Linked DNA regions of Pan troglodytes: region 1 is linked to region 2. A link is a contact called in public Hi-C data. All regions are on one chromosome and are shown on one strand. The core of a region is the stretch at or near the end of the contact, and the rest is flanking DNA. Distances in the headings are between cores, read along the strand shown.

Evidence for each region. Hi-C and Micro-C count contacts between places; a contact is called where the count stands out from the background.
Region 1: a Hi-C map of lymphocytes shows a contact between it and region 2, with 8 times the contacts expected there. The contact joins the promoter of SDSL here to the enhancer-like site in region 2. A contact is called at or near these places in 4 of 7 Hi-C or Micro-C datasets (blood, a lymphoblastoid cell line, lymphocytes and 1 more).

The regions. Positions count from the first base shown.
Region 1 is chr10:120,244,864-120,249,244 of NHGRI_mPanTro3-v2.0_pri, forward strand. SDSL (serine dehydratase like) reads left to right here and starts at 3,015. Exons shown (of 8, transcript XM_001153764.8): 1 at 3,015-3,244.
Region 2 is chr10:120,039,230-120,043,669 of NHGRI_mPanTro3-v2.0_pri, forward strand. It overlaps IQCD (IQ motif containing D), which reads right to left. Exons shown (of 5, transcript XM_509395.9): 2 at 629-1,450. The coding sequence starts at 1,357. Among named protein-coding and RNA genes, the nearest start is that of TPCN1, 12 kb to the right of the region's middle. Within about 2 kb of position 1,547, at least 1 of the 24 cell types and tissues checked has an H3K27ac peak or open chromatin away from gene starts, as enhancers often do. A contact at or near this core is called in a lymphoblastoid cell line, where this site is marked.

The DNA of each region.
Region 1 (4,381 bases), core at 1,765-4,264, 210 kb after region 2:
AGAGTTTGCAGTGAGCCAAGATCACGCCATTGCACTCCAGCCTGGGCGACAGAGTGAATGGTGAGGCTCTGTCTCAAAAAACAAAACAAAATAAAGCAAAAGCAACAGCAGCGAACACAGAGCACTAACTACTGTCCTAATATTTTCCTGCATTAATGCATTTGATCCTCACATCCACTGTACTAGGGAAGTAGTGTTCTATCCCCATCTTACATTTGAGGGAACAAGGCACAGAGAGGTTAAGTGACTTACAAAAGGTCACAAGGTCACACAGTGAGAAAGTGGCAGAACAAGTATTTGTATCAGAGCCTGGCTGCGGGTCTGTGTTTTAACTACTAGGCATGCTGCTTGTTCATGCCAGAAACTACTACTACTATTATTGCTACTAATAATTTATATACAAATATATATATTATATACAAATATATATATTTATATACAAATATATATAATATACAAATATATATATTTATATACATATACATATTTATGTACAAATATATATATTATATACAAGTATATATATTTATATAAATATATATTATATACAAATATATATATTTATATACATATATATACACACACACATATATATATTTATATATATTTTTTAAGACGGAATTTCGCTCTTGTTGCCCAGGCTGGAGTGCAATAGCACGACCTCGGCTCACTGCAAACTCCACTTCCCCGGTTCAAGTGATTCTCCTGTCTCAGCCTCCCGAGTAGCTGAGATTACAGGCGCCCACCACCATGTCCAGCTAGCTTTTTGTATTTTTAGTAGTGATGGGGTTTCACTACATTGGCCATGCTCAAACTCCTGACCTCAGGTGATCCAGCTGCCTCGGCATCCCAAAGTGCTGGGATTACAGGCGTGAGCCACCATGCCTGGCCAATTAATATATTTTTTAAAGAGGCTCCATTTTTAAACTTTACTACCTACCTTAGCTTCTTCCTAAGCCATCATATCCATGAAACTATGGGTCTGATATTTTATATGTACATACACATACATATGTATACACGTATATATATACCTACATACATACACACATCTTTCCTAATGCACACAGAAATAGATTGCCAACTATTAAAAAACCTTTGGGGGCTGGGCGCAGTGGCTGTTGCCTGTAATCCGAGCATTTTGGGAGGCTAAGGTAGGAGGATTGCTTGAGGTCAGGAGTTCAAGATCAGCCTGGGCAGTGCAGTGAGACCTCGTTTGTAAAACAAACAAATAAACAAACAAATAAACAGTGTGGGTTATGCTGGACAGCACGCACGTGTTGGTGTACAGTAGACATGCACTAAATGCAGCTAGTCTGCTTCTTGTCAAAGTCTGAGCTGTGTGCTGAGTCTCTGCCTACTTCAAGAAGCCCTCCCTGATCTTGCCCCATCCCCAGCTACCCTATGGGGACTTTCTGCCCTCTGTCATCTTAGGAGGTGTTATTGTTGCTACCGAATTGGGTGTCTTCCTCTCCCCTCCATGCTGGGGGCCACTTCAAGGCACAAACTGGATTTTATCACCTCTGTGTCCCCAGTGCCCAGTCCAGGACAAGGCACCCAACAAGGATGGGTGTGTGTCTAAAGCGAGTATGGGTAGAAACTTGCCAGAGTCCACATTAAGGATCACGGCCAAGCAGCTCCATCTAACCCCAAGTGGCTGGGAGTTAATCATCAAACCTGGGGAGATCAGAAACAGCCCAAGAAGGACACACAACATCTGTGATGCCAGGTCTTCCTGTTCCCACTTTCCACATAGGGAAACTGAGGCCCAGAGATGGGCACGAGCTGCTCAGGTTCACCCAGTGAGATGGTGCAGAGACAAGACATGAATTTGACCATGTCATTCCCCCCACCTAAAGCCTTCTGTGGCTCCCTAGTGCCCCTGGGTAAGGTCCAAACTCTGGATTGGTACAGGCATCCCTGTGGACTCTGATCTCTGCCCACATCTCCAGCCTCAACCCCACTTGCTTCCCCACCCCTGCCTTCTCCCTCCCAGCCCCACTGGATACTTCCCTGACCCTGGAATATATCATGTTTTTCATTTCCAGACCTTTGCACTCCCTGTGCCTGACTCCTGGCTCCACTCAGACTTCCCCTCCTCCAGGAAGCCTCCCCAGCCCCCCAGGGCCAGGCGGGGTGCCTGCTCAGGGTTCCACAGCCCTGCCCCACCCTGCCAGCTGCTAACATCTGATAGCACTAATAAGTGCTCTCTAATGGCCCTCTCTAAGGGCTTTGTGAAGGCAGAGGACATGCTATTTTGTTTGAGGCCAAAGTTCCAGGGATTGGCACATAGTAGGTGTCCAATAAACATTTAATGAATGAATGAATGGTCAGTCATTTATCTGAGTAGCAAATAATTGCTTGGGTTCTCATGCTGCGTGTAAAATACCCGAGACGGAGAGGTGCTTCAGACAAAAATATACCTTTCCCATGTCACAAATAATAATTATAATAATTGTTTCCTTGGCCAGGTGCAGTGGCTCACGCCTGTAATCCCAGCACTTTGGGAGGCAGAGGCAAGCAGATCACCTGAGGACAGGAGTTCGAGACTGGCCTGGCCAACATGGTCAAACCCTGTCCCTACTAAAAATACAAAAATTAGCTGGCGTGGTGGTGGGTGCCTGTAAACCTGGCTACTCGGGAGGCTGAAGTGGGAGAATTGCTTGAATCCAGGAGGCGGCGGTAACAGTGAGCCAAGATCGCACCATTGCACTCCAGCCTGGGGGACAAGAATGAAACTGTGTCTCAAAAAAAAAAAAAAAAAAAAAAAAAAGTTCCCTTGTCCTTGTTTTCCCATCCCAGACCTAAGCTGACCCCAACAGTGGTTCAGCATCCGGGACAATCACTAGACCTAAAATGAGAAGACATGGAGATGCCTGCATCCCGGAAGAGATGGCCCAGGGCCAGGGGTAAAGGCTGTCTCTGCCCCTTGCTGTCTGGGAAGCTTTGGCCAAATAAGTTCCCTTTTCTGAGTTTCAGTTTGCTCATCTGTCAAATGAGACAGGGTGGTGCATGAGTCATAGGCAGTGCCCGGGAAAGCAGTGAGGGTTGCTCTCATCCCCTCTCCTCCTCCGTCTTCACCCGGAGGCTTAGGGTCTGGAGCTTTCTCTTTAACAAAGGAGGAGGGGCCAAGGTTGCCGGAAGCTGCCTGAAACTGGACAGAGCCGGTTCCTGGAAAGAGCTGGTTCCCGGGCTGGAGGGCAGGAGCTGGGGCCACGCTGGTCTGGGATAGTTGGGCAGGGAGGTAAGGGGTCTGGGGCCAGCTGGGGCCCCTGGGGCTCAGTGTGTGTGTGAATGAGAGGCTGATGAGAGGCTGCAGGAGTTTGGGAGGCTTTGGGCAAAGTCCAAGCTGAGCAGGTGGGAGTGAGAGGGCCTGAGCGTGGTCTAGGCCCTCCTGGGAATGTCGATTGAATTCAGGGTGCCCTGCAGAAGAAAGTGTTGTGCTGGGGACCCTGAAGGGCGAGAGTGGGTTCTGCCTGCCAGAGGGGCAGGGTTGGGCATTCTGCCAGCCAAGGGGCCAGCCTGAGGTGTCCCAGCCCTGGCACCAGGGATTTGGCTGTGGAGTGCCACCAAGGTGGCCTCTGGGGAAAGGCTTTGGGGACAAGTGAGGTGGACAGCACTGGTGGTCCTTACCTCAACTCATAGATGTGACAGGTAAGGCCCAGTGACAAAAGTGACTTGGCCAAGGTTGGCATGACTGGGACCTGAGCCTGAGCCCCCTGCTTTCCCCTGGGTTATTCCACAGCAGGGAGACCCAGGTCCCCCATTTCAGCCCTGGTGGCTGCCATACGGGACAAGAGCTGTGTGTCCCTGGGCCAAGACAGCTCAGTCCCAGACCTCAGGTGCCTGATGGGGTCTGGGGTTGATAAGGCTGTTGGCAACTTGGGGCTTTTTCATTTAACTGATGCCTGCTGTCCTCTTGTGAGTCAGTATAACCAAGAGGGCTGGGGAAGCCTGGAAACTGAGCCAGGAGCATTTGGTTCCAAAGGACAATTGGCAATAAATATTAAATGCATGCAGCTTTCATAATAGTAACGATAACACTAGTATATTAGAGAAAGTATAGCATCGCGGTTAATAGCACAGATGCCAAAGACACTGCCTGGTGTGAATTCTGGCTATGCTGTTTCTAACTGTGTGAACTTGGATAAGTTACTTAATCTCTCTGGACCTCAGGTTCACTGTTTATAAAATGGAGTCAATGGTGAGTTAATGACTCATCTGTTGTGAGCCAACAGGTGGCTCACACCTGTTATCCTAGTGTTTTGAGAGGCAGAGACAAGAGATTTACCTGAGGCCAGGAGTTCAAGACCAGCCTGGACAACTCAGCAAAACTGCATCTCTATAAAAATTAAAATATCAGCCGGATACAGTGGTGCAT
Region 2 (4,440 bases), core at 297-2,796:
AGCACTTTGGGAGGCCAAGGTGGAAGGATCTCTTGAACCCAGAAGTTCAAGACCAACCTGGGCAACGTAGCAAGAGCCCATCTTTACAAACAATCAAAAAATTAGCCAGGCATGGTGACACACACCTGTAGTCTCAGCTACTTGGGAGGGTGAGATGGGAGGATTGCTTAAGCCTGACAGATGGAGGCTGCAGTGTGCTGTGATCATGCCACTGCACTCTAGCCTGGGCAACAGAGTGAGACCCTGTCTCAAAAAAATCAGTCAATCAATTGGCCAGGCGCAGTGGCCAGCACTTTGGGAGGCCAAAGCAGGAGGATCACTTGAGGTCAGGAGTTCTAGACCAGCCTGGCCAACATGGCGAAAACCTGTCTCTACTAAAAATACAAAAATTAGCCAGGCATGGTGGTATACGCCTGTAATCCCAACTACTTGGGAGGCTATGGTGGGAGAATCGCTTGAACCTGGGAGGCAGAGGTTGCAGTGAGTCGAGATTACACCACTGCACTCTAGTCTGGACAACAGAGCGAGACTCCATCTTAAAAAAAAAATCAATCATTGAGGAAAAACCCAACCAACAAAAGATTTGTGTGGCTTCTTCAGTAATTTCAGCAATACTATGAAACAATACCTCTGCATTCCTGTTCTTCATTCTCTCCGCCAATTCCTTTTCAAGAGTATCAATGATTTGTTGGTTATTACTATTCTGTCTACTGATATCCTGTAAGAACTGGGCCTTATCCCTCGCTTCCATGGGACTAGTGAGTAGTTTTTCAAACAGGAAACCACGGAGCTCTATCAGGCTGTCAATAAAATTCTGGGCTTCCGTACTTCTACCCTGTGTCTGCATCTGCAGGAGCCTAGCAGCCTGGGGGTTGCTGAGCAAGAGTCTCAGGACGTTCTTGGTGGAGTCTTTGATCTGCTGCGTAAGTGGTGAGAGGCTGGATTTCTGCAGCTCTATGGAAAGGAGGCGGTCTCTGAGCCACCCTTCCTCCTCAGCCTCTTTCTGCTCCTGCAATTGCCTTTCTTTCTCTTTCAGGCACCTGACGTTTTCAAGGAGGACCTGGCAGAGATCCTGATGCTCTCTCACTGCCCTCATGACGTCCTCCCCCAGCATCCCCTCCATATCCTCTCTGTTGGATGCCACATACGACAGCAAGGTCACCAGCTCCACCTTGTAGATCGCCTCATCCAGGATGGACATGATCCTTTTGGCCTCAATGGTGGTGAGTTTGGTCCTAGAGAGAACCAAGGGTTTTAGTGGATCAGCTGGCCTTTTAGATGGGTCTGTCTTTGGCCCTATTCTGTTGATGGCAGGGGCCTGATACAAAGGGGCCATGGCGAGAATGTCTAAAGTCATCTTGTGAGCAGCCCTCTGTGCCTCTGTAGGTCCGCAGAGATGGAGACTTCGGTAGACTACTTGGGTCTCGTGCTTTTATTGTCTCTGGCCATCCTGCAAAATGAAGAAGTAGGTGTGAGTGCAGCTGTGCTGACATCTGTGTGGTTAGTGTGGCTGCAGAAACCACAACTGTTGACATCAAGAGTTCATCTTAGGTCCTCTGTCGCTTTTACACAGAACCTTTCACTGGAAGCAGTTTTCAGCTTTGTGAGGGTGTTAGGGCCACAAGGGCAGGAAGACCAAGTGTGGAGGCATCTCAGGCACATGTGTCAGGCAGGGACCAGCCAGGCATACAGACACCATTCTAAGGATTTAAAACCAGAGACTGGTTACATCAGTGATGGGAGAGTTGACAGGCCAACCAGGGGAAGACAAAGCCATCCCGCAATTGTCAATGGCAGGAAGGCACCACATGAAGAGATGGTGAGCCTGGGGCCCAGGGTCACCCAGGGGAAGTTTGAACCACAGCCATCAGTTCCCAGAGGAGCTAGAGACATTGCCGGAAATGCAGATTAAAGAAGGGTGGCGGTAGGGGAGGAGAAATACCCTGGTTTCTTTCTACTGCCCTTGGCCAAAACCAGCAGGAAACCAACTGACAAGGAGCCTGGGCGACGGAACCACAGGCCTCAGCCTATGTCTGAGCAGGACAGGGACAGGGCAGAATGCGGTGTAAGACCAACAGGACTAGGAATGGCACATTTTCACTGATTTTAAAGTTTTTTGGTTTGTTTGTTTATTTGTTTTGAGACAGAGTCTTGCTCTGTCGCCCAGGCTGCAGTGCAGTGCCATGATCTTGGCTCACTGCAACCTCTGCCTCCTGGGTTCAAGTGATTCTCCTGCCTCAGCCTCCTGAGCAGCTGGGACTACAGGTGCACACCACCACGCCTGTCTAATTTTTGTATTTTTAGTAGAGAAAGGGTTTTGCCATGTTTGCCAGGCTGTTCTCAAACTCCTGACCTCCCGTGATCCACCTGCCTTTGCCTCCCGAAGTGCTGGGATTACAGGCCTGAGCCACCACGCCTGGCCATTTTTAAGTACTGATTTTAAAAATTGGTGGGTGAAATATAACTTTGAAATACAATTTAAAAAACTGTTTCACTAAATGTAATGTTGTATTCTGGATTGGGTTCTGGAGTGGAAAAAGGACATTAGTGGAACTGGAGAAATCCAAATCCAAATCCAAATCTAGTCTAAAGTTTAGTTAACAGCATTGTACCAACATTAATTTTGTAGGCACTCTGTTACCCTGGCTGGAGTGCAATAGTGTGACCATGGCTCACTCCAGCCTCGACCTACTGGGCTCAAGTGATCCTCCTGTCTCAGCCTCTCAAGTAGCTAGGACTACAGGTGCTCGATGCCTAGCTAATTTTTTAACTTTTTATAGAGATGAGCTCCACTATGTTGCCCAGACTGATCTTGAACTCCTAGGCTCAAGCAATCCTCCCACCTTAGCCTCCCAGTGTTGGGAATACAGACAGGAGCCACCGTGCCAGGCCTAATTTTGTGGTTTTGACAAACACATCAAGGTTATCTAAGATGTTAACATTAGGGGGAGCTGAATGGAGGGCATACGGGAACTCTCTGTACTATCTTTGCAACTTTTCTATAAATCTACAATTATTACAAAGTAAAAAGTTTAGGTAAAAGACTGTTTCAGGCCAGGCGTGGTAGCTCACACCTGTAATCACAGCACTGTGGGAGGCCGAGGGAGGTGGATCATCTGAGGTCAGGAGTTCAAGACAAGCCTGGCCAACATGGCGAAACCCCATCTCTAATAAAAATACGAGAGAATGCCAGGCATGGTGGTACGCACCTGTTACTCAGGTTAACCCCAGTTACTCAGGAGGCTGAGGCATGAGAATCTCTTGAACCTAGGAGGCGGAGGTTGCAGTAAGCCAAGTTTTCATCACTGTACTCCGGCCTGGGCAACAGAATGAGACTCTGTTTCAAAAGATAGATAGACAAATAAATAACTGTTTCAGAAAAATCTATAGGGCAATCAGAGATCAGTAATTTATATTGCTTTCATAGTACAATGGCTAAAAGTACTAGCTTTGCACAGCCCCACTTGGGTTCAAATCCTTGCTGGGGGTCTCTGGGCTGGTCATTTAATCCTCCAGAGCTTGGGCTTCCTCAGCTGTAAAACAAGAGTCCTCAGGATGAATGAGAAGCCTGCACGCTGTAAAAAATGTTCAATAAATAACTAATAGCATTAACCCAGGAAAACGAAAATCCCAAGTCCAGGACTTTAATGATTTCTGATGCAATTGCTGAACGAACACCTACTGCCTTGGCCAAGCACAGGGGCTCACGCCTGTAATCCTAGCATTTTGGGAGGTTGAAGTGGGAGGATCGCTTGAGCCCAGGAGTTCAAGACCAGCCCAGGCAACATAGCAAGTCCCCATCTCTTAAAAAAGAAAAAAAGAAAAAAAAAAAAAAAAGAACACCTACTGCCCAGGATGTCTGCTCACCCCCCAACACCATGTCTCAGATGGACACCCCCCATAACATCCCCATCCCTCACCCTGATTCTTCTTCATCTCTTCCCCCTTATCCTGTTTGTTCTCCAGGTTAAGTATCACCATCTGACATCCCTATATGCACCTGTTTATTTGTTTATTGTCTGTCTTTCCCCCTCTCCTAAGAAGTAAGCACCAATGAAAGCTGTAAGTTACTACTTACAGGTTACCTGTGCCACTTTTATTTTCATATTGTCTGTAGATGTGAGAAATGTTTTGAAGAAAGAATCATTAGGACTTGAGTGAAAGAGTTTTGAGTTTGGGTGACTGGTAGAGAAAGATGGGGCCCTTAAGAAACTATGGCAGAAATTGGGAGAGGAGAGGACATTTGGAGGGGAGGACAATGAGCTCACTTTTAAACTCATTGAGCTCTAGCTGCCATACTGCAGTGGACAATGGTGTCTTGGCCTTCCCATGATCCAGGGAGTGCAGTGGCACGATCACGGCTCACTGCAACCTCGACTTCCTGGGCTCAAACAGTCCTCCTGCCTCATGCTCCCGAGTAGCTGATACTACAGGCACGTG